Regions from separate parts of the Arachis hypogaea genome. Here region 2 is linked to region 1. A link is a contact called in public Hi-C data. All regions are on one chromosome and are shown on one strand. The core of a region is the stretch at or near the end of the contact, and the rest is flanking DNA. Distances in the headings are between cores, read along the strand shown. Region 1 overlaps LOC114927692 (a long non-coding RNA gene). Region 2 holds the start of LOC140173015 (protein RDM1-like).

What was found. Hi-C and Micro-C count contacts between places; a contact is called where the count stands out from the background.
Region 2: a Hi-C map of leaf shows a contact between it and region 1, with 5 times the contacts expected there. The contact joins the promoter of LOC140173015 here to the enhancer-like site in region 1. A contact is called at or near these places in 2 of 8 Hi-C or Micro-C datasets (both in leaf).

Annotation. Positions count from the first base shown.
Region 1 is chr5:37,818,587-37,824,609 of arahy.Tifrunner.gnm2.J5K5, forward strand. It overlaps LOC114927692 (a long non-coding RNA gene), which reads right to left. Exons shown (of 3, transcript XR_003818592.2): 3 at 4,317-6,023. Among protein-coding and RNA genes, the nearest start is that of LOC112801281, 3.1 kb to the left of the region's middle. Within about 2 kb of position 3,680, at least 2 of the 3 cell types and tissues checked have open chromatin away from gene starts, as enhancers often do.
Region 2 is chr5:37,904,049-37,909,959 of arahy.Tifrunner.gnm2.J5K5, forward strand. LOC140173015 (protein RDM1-like) reads right to left here and starts at 2,846. Exons shown (of 1, transcript XM_072238096.1): 1 at 2,490-2,846. The coding sequence starts at 2,846. The coding sequence ends at 2,490. It overlaps LOC112801287 (pentatricopeptide repeat-containing protein At3g22690), which reads left to right. Exons shown (of 1, transcript XM_025843934.3): 1 at 1-2,305. The coding sequence ends at 2,259. It also overlaps LOC112801288.

The DNA of each region.
Region 1 (6,023 bases), core at 2,430-4,929:
CTTCCTTTTTTTGACAAATAAATGGTTACACTTAAAATACATATTCGGTTACAAATAGTAAAGTTACTCTATTCAACATCCAAATAAGTATTGGTTGGTTTCATCTGCTTCTTCCTTTTTTGACTTTTTGACAAAACCGACAATTTCATCATAGTGGGGATGGAATGGAAATATGGGTTATGGGTATAGAAGAAAGGAGGACAATACCATTATAATTATCAAATATCAATTTTGTCCCTGTATTGAACTTCTCATCATTATTTATTTTATTTCTCTGGCAATATAATGGTTGGCATGCAAGTAGAATGGCACGTTTATAATTACAAATAATTGGGACAGGTGAGATGCTAAAGCCAAAAGAAGAGGTAGATGATTTGTCTTTTGTAAAGTACAATGAATTAAACAAAATGATATATGCTAATATAAGTCTTAAAATAAGCATTGCAGAAAATACTCATGACTTGTACATTGTTGTAGGATAGGAGGAGGTACATTTCTTGTTGCGCATGATTACCGCTAGATTCTGGACTTGTGGGCACGCATGCATCATAGTCAAACATGTTTTGGTTAGCAAGTAGTGTGTGTCCCACCTTTTAATCATTCATTATCAGTAGCAAATCACAAAAACAAATAGTTACTTCTTACTTGGCCGGTTGGGATGCTAAACTTTCCATTACCGGATTTTGATTAGAATTGGTAGACAGATGAAAACCATAAAATAAAACAAAATAAAATATATATAGATTTAATTTATTTATCAGTTATTAATATATGATTTTCAGCTTCTGACAACATATCAAATATCCTAATTCTGAGAATTGAATCGAATAGTTTCGATTCGGTTAATCGATAATTGACTACTAGACTGATTTGGTTTAAGGCAAAAATTGTTTGATAGTAAATTAATTAAGAATCGAAAAAATCAATAAAAAGTTAAAAATACTAGTTAATCAGTCAAACCGGTTTAGTAAGTTTTAGTAATTAACTAATTTAAAATAATAAATAAAAAATCAAATTTTTATAGAAAAAGTTATATAATTTACATATAAATATATTATTTTATTATATTCGATTAAATTACGAATAAATTTCGATTGAATATTTAAATTTTTAACTTTACTTAGAATCTTGGTATAAAGTGTTCACGAGTCGGATTGGTTCGAATTTGGAGTAAAATAAAAACCGAACCAATTAAATTATACTTAATTTGAATTGGTTTAATTTTTTTTTTTTTTTTGTATCCGAATTAAACCAAACCGATTAAGAACGGATTGGTTTAGTTTGGATAATTAGATACCTGTTGAAATAAAAATTAAAAAATGAGAATTTCTTTTTAAAATAATGTAAATTTGTTAAATATGTAATATTAACTAGCAAGTTAATAATATTTTAACAATAAAAAAATATCCATAAATTCACAATTATAATAGAGTTAGATGAATTAGCGTAAAAGTTATATATATATATATATATATATATATATATATATATATATATATATATATATATTTATAAAAAGATAATTAGATTTACAAATTAGTTCGGCCGGATTCTATTTTTTCAAAACTAATATTTGAACCAACTATGATCAGATATCATCGGATCGGCTTAATTATACTTGATTATTCATTGATTACAAAATCAATTTAAGTAGTTCGGTTCAAATTCGTATAAATATTAAGTAAACAATGGTATATAAATATTTTGCTAGCATATATATTAAGCCGGTTGACGCTGTTGACTTTTTGATTAATTGAAATGAAGTATGATTGAGTAATAAAGCTGGCAATGAATCCAATTAATAAGGGAAATATAGATGATGATGAGGATCACAATCACATGGCTTAATTGACAATTAACAATGGTATCCACAAGCTAAGGCAGGCACAATGATAACTTTAGGCACAATGCTATAATCTTCTTTCCTTGTTTAGCATACAAGGTACTATTCTAGTTGATGTTACACCCTAACCAAGCTTAGATGCTTTTAAGACACCGTACTTGAAACCCCACATGATTTTCATCTTACTCCATTTATTTCGTTTCGGCCCATCAACCTTATTAGACTATTAGTTGATGAACATGTGACACATAGATATATAAATATATATTCGTACACACTTATTATTTTGGTTACTCTTTGAGGATTGAATTGAAGCTTAGGTAATGTGATATCTACCTCTCTTAATTCTCACTTTCCTCCTACAAACAGCACAACCCTCACCATTCACCAACCACATTCATTCACAGTAGTTCACAAGCCCAACTACAACGTGTCTTTGAAATATAGGAATGAAGAAGTAGGAACTAGGAACCCCATTGTGGACAAGGCACTCTATATTGGTCCCATCCCCATATCACAAAAGATCATGAATCAGATATTGTGTTTTTTTTTTTCCTTAGATTGTGGCTTTTCAAGCTGAAGCATAAGCTGTTTGGTCAATTTTTGAAGGAAGCTAAATGACTTAGGAGAGAGGTTGGTTTTGTACTTTTGTGTTTGGAAAGAATAATGCCAAATTATTTGTTAACCTAACATAAACTGCTATATATTCGTCCATTTTTTTCACCATCACCCACAAGCACCAACATTCAACGCCTAATAATAATAATAATAATAATAATAATAACAATAATAATATTGTGATAAGATAAAAACTTAGGTGCAGGTAACTTTATATGAAATTGATACTTCACATGAAGTTAACTGAGTATTCACCTTGTGGGTGATAAAGATATTAAGTTTTTTTATAAAAAAAAATTGATTAGATATAAATATTACATTAAAGTTGTTCTTAATAATAATCCTTAGTCTTACAACTTATTTGTATAAATTCTTGAATCATGAGAATTAGGCAAAGCCCTGTATTAAGGGACAACTTAGTGTTGGTAATGGAAGAATGAGAACATTGATCTTGAATCTATGCAGCTCACAAGATCGTCTTCTTGTTGATGTGGTCAAATAGCAAAGCCCCTCCATTATTGTCACACGCTAATTAAATAACTAATAATGTTGGTTGGACCAATCTTTCGACTATAATTCACACCTTATTTTATTTTTACTTCAAAAAATGCATAACTAAAACCCTTTCAACAATATAATGATTGTAACCAATTCTTGTTAGTTCCATTAGTTTAATTTATCCTAAAAAAATTTAAAGCATTTTTTTGGAAATGGGGTTGTCAGTGTCTATTATTTAAGTATGAATCATAATAGTTAAAATTTCGATTTAACTCTTAAAATCTTTGGGGAAGGGGGTGTCTATTATTTAAGTATGAATCATAGTAGCTAAAATCTGGATTTAACTCTTAAAATCTTTTGATATTACGATTTTAAATGAGTCTATCGATTTTACGAAATTTGTACTAAGTCTAACAATTTTATGATTTAAATCTTGTTAAGATTTTATATTTTACTTTTTCGATTTTATGTAAAATCTCAATTTTCCCTACCTTGATATCAATTATGAAAACTTGCGTGCACACATACACTGAAGGGAAGGAATCAAATCTCACATATTGAAGAAATTATAATTATTGCAATCAAGTAGCGCCAATAAAACTATTTTTATTAAAATTGATATGATTTATAGGGGAAAAGAAAGAGGAACACAGGGTAGCACTTCAATTCAGAAGATCGAAATCAAGCGTGATGGACAATGATCAAAAGGACCACATGACCAGAAAATGGGTTCCGTGTTCATGGCTGATTAGGACCAATCAGGATGCCTACAAAGACATATGTTTTCATATAGGCCAATCAATAAAGAGGAAGGAAAAATTAAGATCCCACACTAAACATTTGATGTCAAAGGTTTTTCTATTTTTGTCAAGATGTGATGTCCAGTTAAGATTTTTTGCTGTTCACAAACCATGAATTCAATGGCCCATTAGCCCAATATATGATTTTTTATTATCGTTGTTTTTATTGAGCCTGGAAATGCTGTTAAAATCAATGTTGCGAAAATCGGATCAATTATTAAACCAGTCAGGTGACAAATTTAATGGTTTAATAGTTCAATCGAGGTTCAATTGGAGTTGAACCGGTTTCATTAAATATATAATAAAATTATTAATAAAACTCCAACTCTCCAATATATAATAAAATTATTAATAAAACTCCAACTCTCCAATATGTGAATTTCTGTATCAAGTCTCTTTGCAAAACATCCAAAACATGTACCCAATCTAAGAATCATAAACATAATTCAACCAAATCATATGAAGCCATATAGCAAATTCAACACAGAATTGTGGCAATGCTTTTATTTTGAATCAATAACATCAAAACAACAATTCACCAAAACAAATACAATAGGTTGGATTTAAAAATCAATCTCAGTCGAATTAATAAATTAAACAATTGAATTTGTGACTCAATCTCAGCAGAATTAATTCAATATGAACAAACTGAATTCAAATAAAAATTCAAAACATTAATATCTCAAAATTCAGCAGAATCATCAATAATGCATCATATGCATGTTCAGAATAAATTTCAAATTTCAGAGGGATAGAGTCAGAAAAACAGAATCAGGGAGTGTTAGAGACTGAGACTTGAGACCTGAGAGGGTTCAGGCTTGAATCAGAGAAGAAACTTGAGAACTGAGAACTGAGATCTGAGACATGAGAGGATTGTGAAGCAGAGACCAAGACATGAGACACAATGAAAGGTAGTCGCTTTGACTTCGAGACTCCACGCGAAGAAAAAAAGCAACGACGGTGAGACACGGTTCGGAGCATAGAAGCAGAAACAACGCCAACGAGGAAGGGCGAAGGAGGAACGACGAGGAGGGGAGAGCGACGACGACCCACGGCGAGGAGCAGCGAAGCAGCGCAACCCACGGCGACAAAGCGAGCTCGGACAGAGAGAGTGACAAGTAGAGAAGGGGTTGGCGATGAGTTTAAGCTCTGAAATGGGATAGTGGGTGGTGGCTATTCTTGGAATTCGAAGAGATGAGAGGATTTTTTAGTGGGTATGAGTGAGAGAGAGAGAGAAACAGAAAGGGTGGGGTGGGGATTGGGGCCTTTCTTTTGATTCAGCTTGTTTACGTTCGTTTGGCCTTTCTTTTCTATTTTTTTTTTCACCTTCAAAACGACGTTGTTTTGTAGTTTAATTTTCAAACCAAAAACCACTAAAAAACTGGACGGTTCTTTCGATTCACCGGTTAACCGTCGATTCGACCAGTTTTTTCACCGATTTTTTATTAGGCAGTTTCTGATCTTACCCAGACCGACTAAGTGACCGGTTCTCAATTTTTTCGGTTAAACCGGCCGGTCTAATTCGATTTTCAGAACCATGGTTAAAATTGAACCAATTGCAACATAATGGTCATTCATTAAATGCGCTATGGAAGATATAAGTGACCATGAGACTAAGAGAGCCGTCCTTAGTACGAGTGGTATGAAAGCACCAGATCAAGATGGCCTTAATGGTAGATTTCACCAAAAATACTGAAAAACTATTAAGGGAAAGGTTTGTGAAGTGGTGAAAAATTTTTTTGTTGAAGGAATTATACCAAATCAAATTAGTGAAACCACTCTTGTCTCAATTTCTAAGATTAAAAATTTTGAAAACCTTAATTATATTAGACCGATTAGTTGTTATAATTTTATTTATAAGATCATATATTGAATTTTGGTGTTAAGATTGAGAGGATTTTTAGAAAAAATTGCATCCACAATAAGTGTTTGTGGGAGAAGACTTATTCAGAATAGCAAAATTATTATACAAGAGGCTTTTAATAGATTGGATAGGAAAGGAAAAAATGTAGCAGATGTATTAACCATAAAACTTGATATGAATAAGATTTATAATAGATTTGAATGGGTTTTTTATTTTTTGGAAGAGGTGCTCAAAGTCTTTAGTTTTAATGAGAAATGGGTTAAGCTGTTGATAAGTTGTGTGAAAAGTGCAAATTATAGGATTAAAATTAATAAAAATTTATCAAAAAAGATAATTTTATAAAGAGGGTTAAGACAAGGAGATCTTTTATCTCCCTATTTATTTATTATTATTGCTGTAA
Region 2 (5,911 bases), core at 1,596-4,095, 85 kb after region 1:
TATTTCTATGAAGAAACAGCCGCTGTTTCCTTGTTCGCCTGCAACTCTCTCCTCAGAGGTTACGCTTCAACTGGCCTTTGCGACCAAGCTATCTTGCTCTACATTCACATGGCGGAGATGGGCATTTTACCCGATAAGTTCACCTTCCCGTCCTTGCTGAGTGCGTGCTCCAAAGTTATGGCTTTTGCTGAGGGTCTTCAAGTTCATGGCGCTCTTCTTAAGATGGGTTTCCAGGGAAATATCTTCGTCAGAAACTCTCTCATACATTTCTACGCGGAATGTGGCAGAGTTGACTTGGGACGCAAGGTGTTTGATGGAATGCTTGAGAGAAATGTTGTGTCTTGGACTAGTTTGATCAATGGGTATGTTGGGAGGGACTTGCCCAAGGAAGCTGTTTCTCTGTTCTTTGAGATGGTTGACACTGGGATTCAACCCAATCCGGTTACCATGGTTTGTGTTATATCTGCTTGTGCCAAGTTGAAGGATCTTGATTTGGGGAAAAAAGTTTCTTCTTATATTGGTAAGTTGGGGGTGAAGCTTAATGCTGTCATGGGGAATGCACTCGTTGATATGTACATGAAATGTGGAGATATAGATAATGCAAGCAAAATTTTTTATGAATGTGTTGATAGGAATTTGGTTATGTACAATACGATCATGTCGAATTATGCCCAACATGGGCTGTCAGGTGAAGTGCTAGTAGTTTTGCGTGAAATGCTGCAACGGGGACCTTGCCCAGATAAGGTAACAATGCTATCTACAATTGCGGCCTGCGCGCAGTTAGGTGATCTATTTGTTGGGAAGTCGTCTCATGCTTATGTCTTAAGAAATGGACTTGAAGGCTGGGAAAACATTTCCAATGCCATCATAGACATGTACATGAAATGTGGTGAGAGAGAATCTGGGTGCAAAGTATTTGAGCAGATGCCAAACAAGACAGTGGTGACGTGGAATTCGCTAATTGCTGGTTTGATTAGGGATGGTGATGTGGAATTAGCTTGGAAAATCTTTGATGAGATGCCAGAGAGTGATCTTGTGTCTTGGAATACTATGATTGGTGCTTTGGTTCAAGTAAGCATGTTTCAGGAAGCAATTGAGCTATTCAGGGAGATGCAAAACCAGGGAATTGAAGCAGACAGAGTGACCATGGTTGGTGTTGCTTCTGCTTGTGGATATCTAGGAGCTCTTGATCTTGCTAAGTGGGTCTATACCTACATTGAGAGAAATGACATTCAGATTGACAAGCAGCTCGGCACAGCTTTGGTTGATATGTTTTCTAGGTGTGGTGATCCCCAGAGTGCTTTGCGTATTTTCACGAAAATGGACAAACGGGATGTGTCAGCTTGGACTGCTGCCATCGGTGTTATGGCAATGGAAGGAAATACAAAGGGCGCTATTGAGCTTTTCAATGAGATGCTCAAACAAGGGGTTAGACCTGACGATGTTGTTTTTGTGGCATTATTGACTTCATGTAGCCATGGTGGTTCTGTGGACCAAGGTAGGCAACTTTTCAGGTCAATGAAGACTACTCATGGAATTAGTCCTCAGATTGTTCACTATGGATGTATGGTTGATTTGCTTGGTCGAGCTGGGTTGTTGGAAGAAGCTCTTGATCTTATACAAAGTATGCCTATGGAACCTAATGATGTTATATGGGGCTCTCTTGTAGCTGCTTGTCGAAAACATAATAATGTCGAAATGGCACAATATGCAGCTGAGAAGATAACTCAACTGGACCCTGGAAAGGTTGGCATTCATGTGTTGTTATCCAACATATATGCATCAGCTGGAAAATGGAATGAAGTTGCAAGAGTGAGGCTGCAGATGAAAGAAAAAGGGATCCAGAAAGTGCCTGGATCAAGCTCAATAGAGGTTCATGGACTGATACACGAGTTTACCTCAGGCGATCAATCGCACGCAGAGTATACTCAAATTGGATTAATGCTACAGGAGATAAACTGCAGGCTAAGCGAGGCTGGATACATCCCTGATACAACCAATGTCTTACTTGATGTTGATGAGCAGGAGAAAGAGCATTTGCTCAGCAGGCACAGTGAAAAACTAGCCATGGCTTATGGACTCATCACTACTGATCAAGGTGCACCCATAAGGGTTGTCAAAAATCTTAGAATGTGTTCCGATTGTCACTCATTTGCTGAATTAGTGTCAAAATTATACAGTAGGGAAATCATTGTTAGAGATAATAATAGGTACCATTTTTTCAGGGATGGAATTTGTTCTTGTAGAGGTTATTGGTAATCGGTTAATATAAAGTGGGATTTCTCACATCTGATTGACAAATCAATTTACTCTTGACAATTGAACTTGAATATTCACATACAACAGAAAAAAGAAGCCCCAAAACAAATGACTAGTCAAACAAAAGAATTGGGACGAGATGATCAAGAGAGCTGTTCAAGTTTTCTTTGCCAAACCTAGCAAGTAAACATTTTGCAGGATACTTAACAAAGCCTTTAAACTAACTGGTTTCACAATACATTCTCTGAAGTTGGAAAAATGGCATCAACAGAACAATTGTACATTGGATCCAGCTTCCAAAGTTCGGCAATCTGAAAATGTGATGACGTCTGTCGATGGACTTCTTCCATGAGCCAAATGGTGGCTTCGGCTTTGGTTGGATGAATCAAGTTGTCTAAGGGTTTGTATTCATCCTTGCTGTTAAGTCTCAACTGATCCCATTGCTTAAGGATAACATTTGTGAGGTAATGGAGAGGCTGCCCATAGAGTTGCTTTATTGATTTGCCTAATCCCATCCATGAATTAAACGGGATGACAGAGCCTCGTTGACTTGGTATTGGTATCTGCTTCATGTACTCCTGATACATTTCTGCCCGTCTAATGAGTATATCTGCATTCAAGCATGAGCTTATGAATAATTATATTCATAAGAATGCAAAGCAGCATATGGTCTAGATAATAAGAAAGGCATGCACAATTTATCTCCAAACCACTCATCGAAAGAGTTTTATGTGTGTTTTCTGAGCTGATATTGTTGTAGTTGAAGCAATCATCAAAACAAATAATTCGGAGAATGTGTAAAATACCAAAACATAGCACATCACTTGTTGACTATTTGGTTACACATGTTATGGGCATTGAAAGCTACATAATTGTATTACAACAAAAATTAACTTTGCATCAGTAATAAGAAACAAAAAAATTGAGAGTAAATAACATGTCACATGAATCAAACGGAAAGAATAGAGTGGTGGCATAAATACTTTTGATTTACTATTCTTGGAATGGGTTGATTCAAGTTTGTAAAAGTTAAATACGACGTGGTGAATTTCATTGATTGTTGAAATTTTAATTACTCCAGGAAAGCACAAAAATCTATGCATGTAACCCTAGAAGTCATAGGAGTAGCAGTAAATAAGAGTTGAATAAGAATAACAAGATGATCTATGGGTGGAGTGAAATTGAAACTTGAAAGGCATTAATAACAATAATGGAGGAAAAAATGGCGGAGAAGAAGACCTTGGGAGGTGAGGTCAATGGAGGGAATTGGGAGAGGAATGTTGTTGGAAGAAGAATCAGGATTCTGACCAGGCTCATCCCATGGAAAACTCCTCTTCATTGCTAAACCCTTTCTGGGTCTGGAATCAGTGAAAGAGAGACTGATTCTGCACGCACTTCCCGCTTACACCCACAGCTGCTTCTATACCTTTAATTCTTTAAATGCATCGTTGCACCAATACAGGCATACAGCTGTGGTACCACTAAAAATTAAAATTGGTGACTGACTAAATGTAAAGTCAGAATAATATGATTGCATTATATTTTTCAAAATAAAATAAGAGAATATAGAGTTTAATTCAATTAGTATTATATACCCAAAATACTAGTTAAAATAAACATTAAATATCACTTGATAAATAGAAACCCAATAACCTTTACATTTCTTAAAAAGAAAACTCCATGATTTGTAAGAAAAGAACTTAAAAGAATCACCTGCAATCAAGGTCGTCAGGTCACCAGTACATCAAACAGCATCCATGATTCAATAAAAGTTAGAACAAAAGATTAAACATAGTTTCTTTATCGCCAATAGTTGTCAGAACCAAATTGGTAATCGAACTGATCAGACTACTGAGTCATTAGTTCAATCGGTAAATAACCGGTCCTACTTAAATAAAAATAAAAAATAGTCAATTAACAAGTATTAAACCTACATTAATAGAAAATACATATCTTCACTAACACAATAACAAACAATTATCAATTTTTAAAAGTAACTAATAGGAAAATTTCAATTAGCATTACACCTACATTAAAACAATTAAATAAGAGTAACAATCAAATATTAAACCTAAATTAAAACAGCATCAATTAAGTATTAAACTTACATTAAAACAGCAATAATCCCAATAATCAAGGATTACAACAGCAACAATCAAGTATCAAGTATTCTATACAAATTCCAATTAGCATCAAATTTCTATTTTAAACTTACATTAAAACAGAAACAATTTATATACAAATTCCAATTGCTTTCAAATTTGCCATCAAGTGTCATTCTATACAAATTCCAATTAACATCAATTTATATATGCTACGCTGCATTGAAAAAAATAAAAATAAAAGCTCACCTCTGCAGAAGTTCAGAAGCAGAACCAAAGCCTCAGTGTTCCAATAAAATGTCACAGTATTCCGATCACAGAACCAAAGCCAGAGGAAGCACATGGCAGAGAGGGTCAGAAACTGAGAATCAGCAAAAAATAACCATTGCAGCTACATTAAAACAGGATCAACAGCTACAATCACCCAAATGGCGAAATCATTAAAAATTAATAATTGAATAACTAAAAAAAATAGAAAAAAAAAACTCACTTTGGCCGCACGCAGAAAAGAGGGAGACAGAGAACCAAGCCACGGCGAAGCACAGCGGAATATGCGAGCGGCGCGGCGACGAGATGAGGGCCGGCGAGAGGCTGCGACAGAGAAGGTTGAGGCTTTGAGCTCTGCCTCTGCCGTGTTTTAGTGCCGGGAGTGTGAGAGAGTAGGTTGGAGGGGGGCTTCTCTGAACATTAGGGGTTTTTTTTTTTCAAAAAATTTTAATTTCGAACCGGTTTTCAATACAGGGCCGGTCAAACCGGTTTTCATCGGATTTTATTATTCTCCGATTCTATGCTCAACTCGGACTGATCTTGAGATCGGTTCCCCGGTTTTTCAATCCGACTCCCATCATCAATCCGGTTTTTATATCTATGCTCTCAACTGTCATCATTGATGTTGATATCAATTTTTTCATAAGCTTAAAACAAAAATAGTTATGTATGTGTGGCTTAAAATAAAATTAATATACATAGGAGAAACATTAATCAAGTAACATTAAATAAATAAATAATCTGAGGCATAAGCTTAATCTCTTCATTGAAAAAAATCATCCAGCACTTTGTTTGCCTCCAACATAACCATAGAGAATATATAAGAAACCAAGCAAAAGAAAAACTAATCAAATTAGCAGCTTTTTTTTTTATTAGATTAGGTAAAATATGCAAATAAAATATGCTAAACTCCAGACAAAAATTTAGGGTAATTTACATAGATAAATTAGAGGAGAAAAAAAATTTACACAGTGTCCTGAACTGAATTTGGTTACATGTATATCTCGTTTGACTTTCTATGTAAATCGAATCAAATAAATTTGATTTACACTTTTTCAATATAAATCGAATCAAGTTAATTCGATCAAGCATTGTTTGTTTTATTTGAAAAAATCTTGTGTCTGTGTGTGTCTTTTGCAAGATTCTGAAAACTGGACAGTATTCGAACTATTCTAGTCACTGATTTACTAATCTAACCGATTCAACCGTGATTTAATCAAAAAAACCGTTATAATAAAATAATAAATAAATTATAAATAAAGATCTTAAAATATAATTTTAGT